2 separate regions of the Sus scrofa genome follow, and region 2 is linked to region 1. The links are chromatin contacts, called in public HiChIP or PLAC-seq maps. All regions are on one chromosome and are shown on one strand. Each heading gives the region's core, a stretch centred on a gene start, on an enhancer-like site or on the middle of the called end of the contact. The rest is flanking DNA. Distances are from core to core; before and after follow the strand shown.

The links. HiChIP or PLAC-seq counts read pairs in DNA pulled down with a chosen protein or histone mark.
Region 2: an H3K27ac HiChIP or PLAC-seq map of alveolar macrophages shows a contact between it and region 1. The contact joins the promoter of MBP here to the enhancer-like site in region 1. A contact is called at or near these places in 9 of 47 Hi-C or Micro-C datasets (liver, mesenchymal stem cells, omental adipose tissue and 2 more) and 2 of 2 datasets of contacts at active chromatin or transcription factors (alveolar macrophages and skeletal muscle).

What each region holds. Positions count from the first base shown.
Region 1 is chr1:147,567,031-147,574,010 of Sscrofa11.1, reverse strand. No RefSeq gene overlaps it. Among named protein-coding and RNA genes, the nearest start is that of MBP, 79 kb to the left of the region's middle. Within about 2 kb of position 4,445, at least 52 of the 83 cell types and tissues checked have an H3K27ac peak or open chromatin away from gene starts, as enhancers often do. A contact at or near this core is called in alveolar macrophages, liver, omental adipose tissue and 2 more, where this site is marked.
Region 2 is chr1:147,648,095-147,655,671 of Sscrofa11.1, reverse strand. It overlaps MBP (myelin basic protein), which reads right to left and starts at 6,156. Exons shown (of 7, transcript NM_001001546.2): 1 at 6,031-6,156; 2 at 5,942-6,028. The coding sequence starts at 6,117.

The DNA of each region.
Region 1 (6,980 bases), core at 3,196-5,695:
TCCTCGTTACTGTGGCCAGAGGGTAAACCTTACCACCAGGGACAGCAATTCCCCCCACTTCTTTCTTCCCTGTCAAAGTCCTGTTAGCTGTTCGAGCTCCCACGTCAATCCATACATTTGAGAATAAGCTTGTCTATGTCTACAAAACCCTTGGTGGAATTTTGATAGGAATTTCATCAGATCTATAGACATACTTGGGGAGAATGAACAGTTTTACTGTGTGGGATCTTCCATGCCATGATCACAGGTTAATCTTTTGTTTCTTTCATCGGTGTTTTGTCTTTTTAAGCACACAGATTCTGACTCAGCGGGGTGTTTTTAGGGTATACCTAAGTATGTCCTTTGCTTTGGAGTCATTTTAAATGGCGTCATATTTTAGCTTCAGTTTCTACATGTTTGTTGTTGGCAGATACCAATGTAGAAGACTTTTGTGTGTTGATGTGTGTCCTGAGGCCTTGGTGAACTTCCTCACAAGTCCAGGAGATGTTGGGGTTAGACTTCTTGTGACAGGAAGTCTAACCTCTTGCAGACACTCGTGCATCTGTAAATGGGAAAGTATTGTTTCTTCCTTTCCAATCTCTATCCTTTTAATTTTTTAATTATTTTTTCCTTTTTTGTCTTTTTAGGGCCTCATGCACAGCATACAGAGGTGTTGAGTTGGAGGTACAGCTGCTGGCCTACACCAAACAGCCATGGAACAATGTCACACTCCTAAGTAGGAACAAAACCCAAACAAAACCAAAATCCTCTACCCAAACCTCTCCCCTTGTACAAAAATTAACACAAAATGGAGAACAGACTTCAGCGTAAAGCATAAAAATATAAAACTTGTACGGGGGAAAAAAAAAACAGGAGAAAATCTTCCAGACTCAGGCTAGGTGAAGGGTTCTTGTATTTTTACACCCACTCACAGACCATAAAAGGAAAAAAATTAGTAAACTGGATCTCATTGAAATAAAAAATATTCTCTCTGCAAAAGACCCTGTGGAGAAGCTGAAGACAAGCTAAACTGACAGATTAACGGCAAACCACTGGGACTGTTATCTTGAACATACAAGGAATTAACAAGACCAAATAATCCAATTAGGAAACGGGCAAAGACAAGATCAAGCCGCTCACCTGTGGATATACAGATGGCAAACGCACATGTGAAAAGACTGGCATCTTTGCCCGCGAGGGAAAAGCAGATGAAAATCACACTGAAGCATCTTTGCACACCTGCTAGAACAGCTCAAATGAAGCAATGACAATGCCAGATGCTATCCTGGAGATCCCAGATCACTCGCACCTGCTGGGGGGATGTAAAATGGTCCAGCCATTCCGGAAAAGAGTGGGGCACTTTCTTATAAAATGGAACATGCTTTCAGGATATGACTCAGCAGTGGAACTCCTGGGCATTTATCCCAGAGAAATGAAAACTATGTTCACAAGAAACCATGTATAAGGATGATCACAACAGCTTTACTCAAATAGCCCCAAACATTCACTCAAAGGGTGAATGGTTAAAACCAAAAAACTATGGAGGGCAGAGCATCGACTCCAAGGAATATTACTCAGCAACACAAAAGAATGAGCTGCTAGTACACTCAAGAACTTGGAGAATTTCATTTAGAGAAAAAAGCTAATCAAAAAAGGGTGCATATTGCATGGGTCCCTTTATATAGCATTCAAAAAGTGATGAAATTATAGAAAATGAGGAACAGATCAGTGGTTGCCAAGGGCGTAGGGAGGGGGAAGGGGGAAGTTGTCTGTGGCCATAAAGGGCAGCCTGTAATGGAACTGTCCTACCTGTGGGTAGTCACACAATTCTACACACGTGAGAAAATTACATAAAACTACACACAGACACGTGGGAGCACGTAAGCTGGTGAAATCTGAAATCCCAACATGGTTGATGGGCTCTCAGTGTTAATTTCCCGGTTGTGATTCGGACTAGAGTTTTGCAAGACGTTACTATATGGATCATTCAGTATTATTTTTCACAATTGCATGTGAATCTACATTTATCTCAAAATTTTAAAAAAATGTTAATTGCTTCTGTGAGCAACCTTTGCATATGCCTTAGGCACTCAGACCAGGCTCTCTTTGGAGGCTACACTTAGGAGTGAAACAATGAGGTCATAGGGAATATCCATCTTCAGCTTTTATGGCTTATTCTCTAAGGTGTCTGGTCCTGTTTGCATTCTACTCATGATCAAGTGAGTTCTCACTTCTCTAAATCTTCCCCAACCCTCAATATAGTCAGAACTTAATTTTTTTCACCAGCACGAGGGATATGAACAATTATCTCATCGATGTTGTGATTTTCAATTTCCTGAGAACTAGTGGGTTAAGCATCTTTTCATGTCTTACTAGACCAGCCTAGTCACTCACATCTTTTTCTTCTAGGTGGTTTGTTGTGTTTTGCTGAATTTGAGAATGTTTTATACATCCCAGATACCTCACCTAAGTCTGTTTACCTTCATTCTCTAGGCATCCATCTATTTTTTTTTTTTAAATAACAGAGCTTCACATTTACTCTGGTATTCACAGAGTCCAGATGTATAGTTATGAATTTTTAAATTATTGACATGAGGGTGGTTCTGCCTTTGGACAAGGCCTCAGCTCACACCTGAGAGCTCCAGCCTCCTACCTGGGCAGCCTCTCCAGCCCTAATTCCTCACGATCCATCTCTCATGTGTATCTCCCACTGGCTCTGTCTCTCTGGCTAAAGCCTGGTGGCTGCATGTTAAGGTAGAGACTGGAAACCTGCTCATCCAGCCTCTCTGCTCAGCAGGACCATCAGGGTCTCTGCTGACAATTACTGTGCATTAAATCCAGCTCCTAGGGCCCCCAACTCAGGCTGATTTAAGCTTCCTTCCGTGGCTCCAAGGGACCAATAGAAGTGTCCTCCTTTATGTAGTGCTTAATGACTACTTACTAAAAATCGTACCAAGGAATTAGGAAACTGACTCTCCTTACTGACAACTTCACTGAGGAAGTTAGGACAGGGTGACTAAAAGAGATGTGACAGTCCAATCATCCTGTAGAGGAAGCATATTTTGTTGGGTGTGGCCACTCAGGAGCAGTGGAATTTTAAAGAGACAGAAACCAAAGGCAGCTCTGTGAGGTTTGCAAGGTGTCCTGTCAGTCTGCAGGGCAGCAAAGAGGGGCTGGTGGCAGGATCCTGGAACTTAATCCTGTAGGCACCTGTGAGTCTCTGTGCCTTGGTTTCCTAGTCAGTGAAAATGAGAGTAGGAGTTCCCTGGTGACTTAGCTGCTTAGGACTTGGCATTGTCACTGATGCGGCATGGGTTCAATCCCTGGCCCAAGAACTTCCACATGCCATGGGCATTGCCCCCCCAAATGAAGATAATAATAGGGTAGTTATATCAAAGGAGGGTATCCCCTGGCATCAGGACGATTCATCAGGTGAAATAGCATTTTCAGAAGACAGCTGGCAATTTGTAAGTGGTCAAAAATGCTACCTGGGTACAGAAATGGTTGTCAATTTTTTAAAGAACCTAGAAAACTAAAAGTTCAACATACCTCCAATTAGCATTTAGAAATTCAGAAGGAAATAGAAAAAAATCACCAAAAAGACTGGTCTCTACTCTTTTCCACCTTCAGCAAGTGCCTTTCATCAGGGCACATGGTCGAGGCCATCCCCCACCAAAGCTAGGCTGAAGTGATTCCATGTCAATCACAGATCAAATAACTTTTCTAAATGCTCTTCTCTTTGGACAGAAATACGATACTTTAGAAAGATTTTTAAGGTGCATTTGAACCAAACAGTTTTTGTTCAACCCTGGTTAATAAAGGTACTCAGTTAAATCCTAGGGAGTTACTGTTAACCGACATTTTATGGCAATTTTTAACTGGATTTCCTCCCTTCAGGTTTTGATCTATCCCACTTAAAAAAAAATTCAGCTACCGACGAGCACCCGTGGCCTGGGAGGAACGCCGCGGGTTCATAAGGCTTCTGCCCCTTGCAGGTCATTTGGCCCATCCTTTCCTGAAGATCTGCTTTGACTCCTGCTGGCTCCACACCTGGGTCCCCATGTCCCAGGAGGCCCTCAGCACTCTCATGTGGCCTACCAGGGAGCAGAGGTACAGGCCTGAGCCCAATATAGGGAGGTCCCTAACTTGCAGGCCACTCTGTAAAACATCCCCCTGACCTCGGTGGGCTAAAAATCTTCTCCAAAAGCCATAGGTCTTAAATAGGATGCATCCTAAAATCCCCTTCCTAGGAAAAACTCTCTTTCTAGGCCAGGTGTTCATGTCCATGTCAGAACAGCCAGCGCCCCCCCGCCACCATGTTTATACCCCTCCCAACACATCCCAGCTGCTGCACGTGCCCTCCACGGAGGCAGAGAAAAACTGCACACATGCTGTTGATTCTCACATTGCCGCAATTGGAAAACAGAGGATGGGGAACCGAAACACGCCTATTTCCTGCCGGAGTCCCACTGAGTCCCAAAGAAACTGAAAGGGTTTCCCAAATCTCACTCCGCCTTCCAAACGGGAGAGAGAGAGTAGCCCCTAAGAGAAAGCAGCTGGTGTCACCGGTATCCCGCAGGACCTAGAATCACCTAGGCGTCAGTAGAACCTTGCAGCACACACAGCACCCTCAGAGCCAGCTCACCCAGCGACGGGCCCAGAGGGGCTTCACGCGGGACAGGGGGACCGCGCCGCGCGCAGGTGCGCGCAGGTGCGCGCAGGTGGGGTACCGGCCGGCGCAGGTGGGCTCAGGCAGCTCAGCCAGGCCAGGCCTCCCGAAGGCGGAAGCAAGGCGAGTTGCCTGTCACCGCCCTCCACGCTCAAAGGGAAACTGGTTTTCGTCTGGAAACGGCGGGAGGGTGAGGTCGTCTGCCCGGCTCCAGGTGTGTCTTTAAGAAGCACTTTAAGCCTGTGGGGATCCCCCGCCTGCTCGAAAGCTCGCCACCAGCACCCATCCCCGCAACGCCCAGGGCGGCCTCTTTGACCTTCGTCACCTCCCTCCGAAACTCCACCCCCACCCCCTCCCACACTCTTGAGACCCCAGCCACGGGAGCCCACATCTGGACACTCATCCGGGACAGCCCCGCTGCTCTGGAGCGCGTCTACACCCGCACCCACCCCCCGCCCCGGCGGCCCCTGGGCTGCCACCTGCCGCCACCTGCGCCGCCGCCCAGGGGAACTCCGGGCCCGGGTCCCCGCTCCGAGGGCGCTGATAAAGGCGCTTGCCCACCCAAGAGTCACCCACCGCGCTAAGCTTGGTGCTCCTAGGCCGAGGGCGCCGCGGGATCCAGGCCGCCTTCCCGCCGCCCCGGCCCCAGGCGCCAGGAGCGCGGGGTCCCAGGGCTCCGCCTTCCGGGTCAGGGACGCGGGCCGCCGGGGCCAAAGGCTCGTCCTCGCTGGCGCGCTGCAGAGGCGACTGACGGCGGCTGCTCGGGGGCCGAGCGCCCCGCCTCCCTCCCCCGCCTCCCGGGCTGCCTGCGAGCCAGGTAAACACGCCGCCCCGGGCCCAGCCGCCCACCTGCCGCCCGCTGGCCAGGTCCACGTCCCGACGCCTCCGCCACGAGGGCTCCGGGCACACGCGGGAGGCGGGCTCGGAGTTTGCCCGGGACTGAACTCGGGCTCTTTGCGCCTCCGCGCGTGGCGGAGCCTACGAACCACCCCGCCCGACCGTGCTGGGAGGGACTGCGGTAGTTTAGGCTCCACGCCCCATACCACGGCCGCCGTGGCCGCTGGCCAGAATCTACTTCCCCGCCTCGGGGTGCAGGGCACTCCGCAAAACCTGGCCCCTTGGGAACACCAGGGTGGCGTTGGTGCAGCACCGCTCACAGGTAGGGTTCCTCTGGAGAGCGCATGCTTCCCGAAGGAGGCTGGCGAGGAGGGCTCAAAGTAGACCAGAAAACGCACAGAAGGAGCGGGCGAACCTGGGTCCTGCGGCCTGAATGATCTCTCCCTCGGCTTGGGGTCGGTGTCATCCTCTTGGTCCAAGGGATCCTGGTGTTGGACATTAGTCACCTACACAGAGTCGTTTCCCCCTGGACTTTCGGCCTCATCCTGATGGTGGAAAAGTAGGAGGTGGAGGGAGAGACGCGACCACCAATTTAGATTCGGGGTCAGGGGATTGAATCTGAGCTTTCCAAGGAGCCCCTGGGAATCCACACTGTTCATTGGGGGAGGGGGAGTCTGGTGCCCTTGAGACCCAGCCTTGTCCCCTGGGCCGGCTTTAGGGGCCAGTAGAGCCACCTCCCAGTGTGGTTTCAGGGCTGACACCCTCACAGACCCCAGGGGGTTTATCGTTCAAGTTCAGGTGCTGGAGATTCAAGAGAAGTGTGTCCACCTCACTTCACTGTCACATCACTATTTGATCCTTTCCTCTAAGAAGATTGGCCTGGGGGGTTCTGGAGTTGGAGGTGGGGGGTCAGGAGGGAGGATGGCTGCTGAAGATGAAGTTTGTGTTTCCACTTTTTTGCTGGGAGCCTTCAGCTCACTTGCAGCCAAGGCTGGACAGGTGGAAGTGAGGGACTCAGAAGAACCCCAGGATGAGTAGGGTAGTGACTCTGACAGGGAAGTTCCAAGGCTCCTGACCCAAGTCACTCTTACCTGCCCCCCTCCCCCATATTTCTTAAAGCTCAGGCCAACAACTGGTCCCATGTAGATTCTGGTTTTAGCATCACAAACTGCTTCTCCTCCCCACAAATGCCACTTTGCTTTGTCCAGGGGTAACTGGGGCTCCTACCTTGCAGATGTTAGGGAAGGCTGGAGAGTCCAGGCTCCAAGCAACTACAGAGACTGTCCTGCTTTGTGCTGTGCAGAGGCTTCACGGTTGCCAAGAGCCATCTCTGCAAAGTCAGGCTTGCCAAGCTCCAGCTAAGACTCTTTTTAATGTATGTATAAAATTCCCCCATGCATATATTTTGGGGATATAATGGCCTTCAATTCATAAGAATTTCAAGGAAAATGTATGTGCGATAGTAAGGAACACAATGTAATAAAGTGATGGGTGG
Region 2 (7,577 bases), core at 4,907-7,406, 80 kb before region 1:
TGTTTGCTATGCTGTTAGCTCTGAGACAGTACCTGCCGAATCAACCAAATTTGAGTAATGTGCTGGAGGGAATATTATTATAGGCCCAAGGTAATGGGCCTGCAGGGAGTCCCCTTCTTCTGACTGTCCACAGCAAAATGAGAGGGAGAAAAAGAGAGAGAGAGAGAGCCCTTCATTGTAGTCAAGAGATGAAATCAGTGTAATAGGTTTTAATAGGTTTTAAGAGATGTCTTACATTGGCTACAAAGGAAATGGATTTTGAAAAAACAGGTTAACAGCCAGTTAGGCATGGGAATAAGTAGGAGTTGTGATATAGAAAACAGTAATGATTCTAAAAATACTGTAAAGGGAACACACTAGGGTTTCCAGAGGCAAATCTGTGGTGACCGTGTGCCTCGGTACTTACACTAGCAAGGAGAACTGGTGACTTTGACACATGATACTGGGCCCTTAAATCACTAAGACACCCGGGTATTTACTCAGAAGTGTGTCTCAGTAGATAAGCCTGTGGATTCTCTGCCTGAACCCTGCTGACCCTGTGGAGGGGGAATCCCCTCAAAAGTGGCGAGTGGGCAAGTCCACACGTACACTTGGTCAAAAGGCCAAGAAGACTTTTCTAGTTATTTGCCCCCTACTTAAGCCAGCATCCCTTCTTAATGAAGAGGTCATCTCTTTGCAATATGTTCAGGCAGCTCTGGGGGCTGGCATCAAGCTCCCTTTACCCCCACACCAGCTTTCTGGGTGCTGGCCACGCAGCTTGCACGGGGATGGGGAGCCCCCTGGGCCGTGACTGGCTTACCAGACACCTGCCTGGCAGCCGGCCCCTCCCCCGGGGCCAGGAGGAGGGAGGACAGCTCTCTCTGACTGTGTGCGAGCAGAGGGAGGTTCTCCACTCTGTTCAGGTAGGAGACCTGCTCCAGGAGAAGAAAGGGGAGCATCAGCACAGCTGGAGGAGAAAAGGCAGGAAGGCCTCTTGTGGAAATCATGTCCCCCTCCTCCCGCCTTTCACTATCTCTAATGAAGTAGGATGACTTTCGAGCATTAAGAGTGTGGTGGTGCATGTAATGGAAAAGCCCTAAGATACTGTGTTAAACCAGAGTGCAAGAAGAAAGTCTCCAGTTCTGGAATGCTAAATCCATGCCTTAGTGGTTCCACCAGAGATCTAGCCAGTGCTTTTCCCCTGATGATGTGATAGCCCCTTGGCTGACAAGCTGAGCTCCATCTACCAGTAAGCATTGCTTATTCCTTTTACCAAAAGGAAAATCAATGATGAAGGAAAGAAACATCATAAAATGGAAGTGAGGTTGAAAGGCGATGAGTTAGGACCAGGGCCTGGTGGCAGACGAATGGAAGACAACTCAAAACTCATTCCATGTCTTTGCACTAATTTCTAGTTTCCAAGGACCCCGAGCTTACCCTCAACCTTACATACTCACTGTCACCCTTAGGAGAGCCAGTCTAATCTGCCTCTACTTTCAGATTCTCCAGTGTTTCTATGACCCCCCGGTATCTACCATCCCAGGGATCCCTGGGGGGGGGGGCATCTTTTCTGTGCTCAGTCACTCAATAAATGCTCCTGGGAGTCCTGTGTCCCAGACACAGAGGAGAACAGCATTATTTCCACCAACAGGTGCAGGACAGTACTTTGTGAGAAACACTAAAAACATCAGGCAGAACGAGAACAGTCCCAACAGAAAGACCAGGATCCCCAACAGCCAGTGGAGAGAAAAGACTAAAATGTCTGTGGATAAAGGCGGGTGCATGAGAAGCTGTGCAGAAGTGGGGCGCTCTGGCCCACAGACTCACCTGTTGATTGCTCTTTCGGGAGGCCACGAAAATACCCATTACACACTGTGCTTAGTAAGGGAGGGACACCAAAGAAGACAACTTACAAAACTCACGTGCAATTAGTACGCCACCCTCAGTCTGTTAAAATGTTTAATAAAGTAATCCAAAGGAAGAAATATATAAAAAGCAAAAGTTCATCACAAAATCAAATTGGAATACAATCACCAGAAGGCAAACACCATTAAATACATCGACATAATTTACAAATGTTTCACTTATACAGAGGCGCAGCAAAATCGCCACCAGCACAGGGCATAACGTTCTCATTGAATCCTGCCTGACTTGAAAACAGCGGACACTGAAGGCGTGGAGACCACAGGAGGACACAGCCAAGCGCCGGGAGCTGAGCCAGGGGGATCACTGATCAATAACTGATCACGGTAATGATACTTCAGAAGGAATTCCTGGAGGAAATTTCAATGAATGTTTGTTTGGGTGCAGAAGCAAACATGCCCAGCACACTGGGATTTTCTCCAGGCAAAGTGATGTACCGAGTGGCGGGGCCATTGCTTCGTAGATCCACCTTGGTTCTGTGTGCATCGCTGCACTGTTGCGAGCGGGTACACTCTTAGCTGAAACAAGCGAGTGTGGCTCTGCAGTCCCCCGACTTCGAGGATAGACTCATGCGGAGCGGGGCGCCCCACTTAGACGATTCCTACTGTGTCCTCCTTGTCACCTCCAAATGTCACCCTCCCCAGGGGCTTACAGAATATATCTGTAAAATTAGGCTATCACGTTAACAATGAGTTAAGTTACTGTAGAACTGAAATGTGTTACGCGAAATTAAAACGCAATGGAAAAACGTCAGGACACAGAACCTTGTGATTAATTTCCAAGACGGCTTCTACCCCATAGCACTAAATAACATAAATGGTTCTTATCCCACACAATCAAAATTAGAGACACAGAAGCAATACTGAATGCTGACGGCGGGTGCCGAGACGAGCAGGTTATAAATGCGGCTTTGACTGTGAAGTCAATAGAGAAAAACAGGCATAATCATCAGTACAGGAACTTGCTTTAAAACACCTCTAGAAAAGGGGGCTGATGTGGAGGAAGGTGATGCAGGCCCTTCTCCTCACATCCCTACCTGGGCTCTATCTGGGTGTTGGTCATGCCCCTGAGTCCACTGGAGTTGTTTTCCAAGCTAATCTGTCATGGTTTGGGGTCAAGCCTGAGGATACAGTTGCCCAGGAAGGCAGCTGGCAGGGCAGGTCTGACGGTGGGAGGAGGAGGAGGGGAGCTGAAGACACCTCCCCCCTTTTACCACTGACCAGGGCAGCGGGGTCTTAGCCCTCACAGGGCTGCACTGTCCAAGGGCTTAGAAACCTGTTCCTTAAAGGCAACAACACTGTCTTTCTTTCCTCTGGCAACAAAGGCGCGTGGTCTCTGTGAATGCACTTTTCATTCATGGCTCTCGAAAGAATATGCCTCCTCAAGGAATTTATATGTGCTTTCCTTGAATGTCAATGCTTGGCCACACCAAGGGTAGGAGTGGTGGTACATTCAGAGGGCGGAGTGGAGTGGGGTGGGGTGGGGGCGCTGCTGAGCCCTGGGCTGGGCCCATAGGCCCTGTGGTGGGGGTGGGAGGAACAGGCTACAAACAGCCCCCTTTCCAGGAGACAAGGGCTTCGTTCGTTCTCACATGATTAGACCCTGAGAAACCTTGTCTGGACAGCTGAGCAGAGTAACTGCTGCCCCAGAACACAGGCCAGCTGGCCTGAGGGGGCCACCACTCAGGCCTGGGTGGCCTTTAGCATCCTGGGCATCTTAGAAATAATCGTAGAAGTGGAAAACCTGGAAATGAGCTTTTCTGGACAATAAGCAGGCCTTTCAGTTCACTTATTTTCTCCAGCTTATATGCAAAGGATCTTCCTAGCATCTAATAAACCGAGGGCTCTCCTCCTTTATAAACAGAGCAAAGCGAAGATAAAATCGAAACCGAAAAACAAACCCATACCAACAGATACCCCAGACTTCTAGGCCATGTGGGTGTATCACTGGGTGTAGAGTGTATTACTCTCACACCTCCAGTGTTTGAAAGCAAAGAGTCCACAGTGAAATACAGATGAGCTGAACAAATGTTGCCAGAAGTCTGCACTGTATATTTCCAGCAAAGAATTTCCACAGAAATGTATCCGTCCTCTGTGTTTGCAATAAGCAGCTCTGCCTATGATTTTACATTCAAACACCAATGAATTTCTTCGGCATCAAAGGGCAAGGCTGTTCATTATTAAGTCGTCTTTATTCAGCAATCAGTACTGAACAGAACTGATCCTTTGAAAGCCCTAAAACAATTATTTAAACCTGGTTTTTATTTTTTAAAATCCCATGACAGTATTTTGATTTCCCTGGATCCTTAATTATCTAGCAACATTTTCACAAAGTGGATGCCTATCTCTGAGGCTGGACTCTTTTCCTTGAAAATGTTGAAAAACATAAGACTTAATGCAATAAAGGCTGTAATTTCACCTAAAGGAAGAAAAACATGTAGGTAGAATATATATTCATCCTGAGATAAGTTCACAATGACTGACATAAATGCTTTCACAATTTTATTTGAACTTACACCATTACCACTGAAATGAACCCTGTTTTATAACATGTGCTATCCAGCTATTTAGTCTCTCCTGTAGAGTTTAAATATATATTTTCCTGCTCTTTGAGATATGCAGAATAGTTTCAGGTTTCAAAACTAGCAACAGTGCATGCACACGGGGTGCTTTGCATCATGGCAAGACGTGATTCAGCAGCCAGAATATCATGTGCTTTGATAGCTGTGCTTTAAAAAGCATCTGGATTGAAAGTAGCATTAGAAGCAGGTCAGATGATCCACATTTCAAGGTGAGGCAAGACTGCTCCAAAGTACAGGATGCCAAAGGAACCAGTCGGAACATGGGTTGTATAAGCATAGAAGGAACACTGAGTGTTATTCCCAAGAAGGCCTCCAAGCATCATGTGACCCCAGCAGGTATCAGCGACTTGCCCTGCCAAAACCTCAACTCGCCTTAACACGGTCCCAAAGGTGGAGCTTAAGTCTTGGTTTATCTTCAACAACTTCAGGATCATCAATCATTTCAGGAATAGTAGTTAGAGACCAAAGCAAATTCCAGAAACTCCCCAACTCCCACCACAACGTGCTCTGCCCCATCCTTCACTCAAAAGGCTTTTTCGTTCCGAAGCCTCTTCAGAAGAAGCACTGGGGCAGCCAGAAGCAAAGCTTCATCTCAGGGCTTTTGTAAGCACACACAAAAAGCCAGGGGCTTTTTGGAAAAACCTCAGCCCTTCCCAGATTACCCAGCTATCCAATGCACGACAAAGCAGATGCCATGCATACTATGTACTTGCTACGGGATAGCCACTTGGGGATTAGCCTTCCAGTGAAACATCAGCCACAGATGGTCTATTCACAGTCAAGTCCAGAAGCCACTGCTGCAAACCAGACCACAATAGGAGCATTTTTCTCTACCAGTATGTTTTTATCTACAGAACATTTAAATAATGGGACTTCACAAATTCTATATTCAAATTAATGACAGAACAAAATAATACAGTTTTGATTCATAGACACACCCATTCATCCCCCCATCCGCTTCCCCTAAACAACTCAGACAAGAGAACGCCTGCTTCAGGCGCATTAAAATTTCGGGTTTGTTCCAAAGTCCTCAATCACATTATTGTTGTAATGGAACATGAAGCCAGCAGCACTGGGTCCAAGAGAAAATGGGCATATCCCAACACTGAACCCCAAAGAAGCGAAATCAGCCATAGAGCCCCCAAGCAGAAGACACAGAAGACCCCAGCCCACGGTGCTCTTTCTGCAGCGCCCACATCACTTCCCGAGCCACATTCCAACCACCTCCCTTGCAAGCAGGGGAAAGGGGGTGAGCTACGTGGAAGCATCACAGGCAGAGCCCTGGGCCCCTCCCAGAGGCCATAAGCATCCCCAGTAAGGACAGCACATTTCCCCAGACAGCAGAGATGCTGCGCCAGCACCTCCTGTAATGGCTGGTTCACCTGCGGACTCCCTTCATTTTCCATTTACACCGCAGGGGACGCACCACCTGTACGCTCTCTATTCCTCAGAGCTCACCTTGCCCGAGCCCCGCTTGGGCGCACCCCTGTCAGCGCCAAAGAAGCGGCCGAGGGAGTCGAGGATGCCAGTGTCTCTGTGCCTGGGAGGAAGCCGTGCCTGGCGTGGTCCATGGTGCTCGCGGAGGCCAGGTACTTTGATCCGTGCCTCTGGGAGGGTCTCTTCTGTGACGCCATCACATCCAGGCCCTCGGGAGCAGCTGCACTGTCTTCTTGGATGGTCTGCAGCTCGTCTGACTCTGAGGGCCTGTCTTTGAAGGTGTTGTCCTCCCTCCCCGGGGCATCTCGGGAAAAGAGGCGGATCAAGTGGGGGCGGCCCCCGGGGTCAGCTGGGTTGGCGTCCGGCCAGGCATTCTTTGGGTTCGCTGTGCACTTGGAGTCTGTCACCGCTGTGTCCTGCAAGGGGGTCCCATTGTTCTGCTCCACATCTGCCTCTCCTGCAAACAACAGTGAGATATGAATACGGCTGTGCAAAGCGGGGCGCGGACAATGCCGCTTTCTTCCCAGGCCGGTGGACCGGCCGTCTCCTACAAAATCCACAGAATGAGCAGGCGCCATGGTGCTCCATGCAGCTCCCCACTGCCTTGGGTGGACCCCACCCTGGCCTGAGCATCCTGGGGCGGCTCTGCTCTCAGAGGCCCTGGGAATTGCCTCAGGTGCTCAGATTTGGCACCAGCCTTCCTGAGCCAGCACAGCTGTGCACACAATCTCCCTTTGCTGCCCTGGGAGCCTCGCAGGCACCTTTGTGGGACATTTATCATCTAAATGGCTAATGGTGCAAAAGCTAAGTGTGTTGGGAGCATTTATTTGACAACAGGTATTTTTAGCATTCTTGGTAAAAATGCGACTTCCCACGACTTTTGCAATTCATGCCTTAAAGAAGTGGGGCGTTTCGAATTCTTTGGTTTCCAGATTTCACAAGAGGCCTCTTGCATGAAAGAACTGCTTATTCAGGACATTTTGATTTGGCCTCTCCTCTGTAAGCAGCGGCAATCAGAAAGTTTAAGTGGGAATGGGGTATTTCATGTTACATACCTCCATCCCTTAGCTTTTTACAACAATATGCAGCATTGCTCTCAAGAATGGCAATGCATCCATCTTGCTCTCAGTTACAAGGTAGGTATAAATGAATGTCATAGTTTCCTCTCCAAAGTTTATTACCTGTCTATGGAAAATGTGGGTTTCCTCACACTGTCCTATAATATCATCCATCCATCTAACCACCCAACAGTCTGTTCACTGACATTTACCAACATCCATCCATTCATCCATCCATCCATCCATCCTCCCAGCCATCCACTTATCCATCCACTTATCCATCCATCCATCCATCCACTCCTCCAGCCACTTATCTACCCACCCTCCATCCACCCCTGCCCTCCAGCCACGCATCCTTACCGACACCTAGCAAGTGTAATGTGCTGTGCTGGGTGAATAAGATGTAGTCTTTGTCGCATGAACACAGGTAAAAACAAACATTATGGGTCATAATGAATATTCACTTATGAATAGTGTCCCCCCAAATGATGTGTCCACATCCTAAGCCCCAGTCCCTATGAATGTGGACTTATTTGGAGATTAGGTCTTTTGCAGATGTAATCAAGTTAAGAAGGGGTCACACTGGTAGGGTGGTCCCT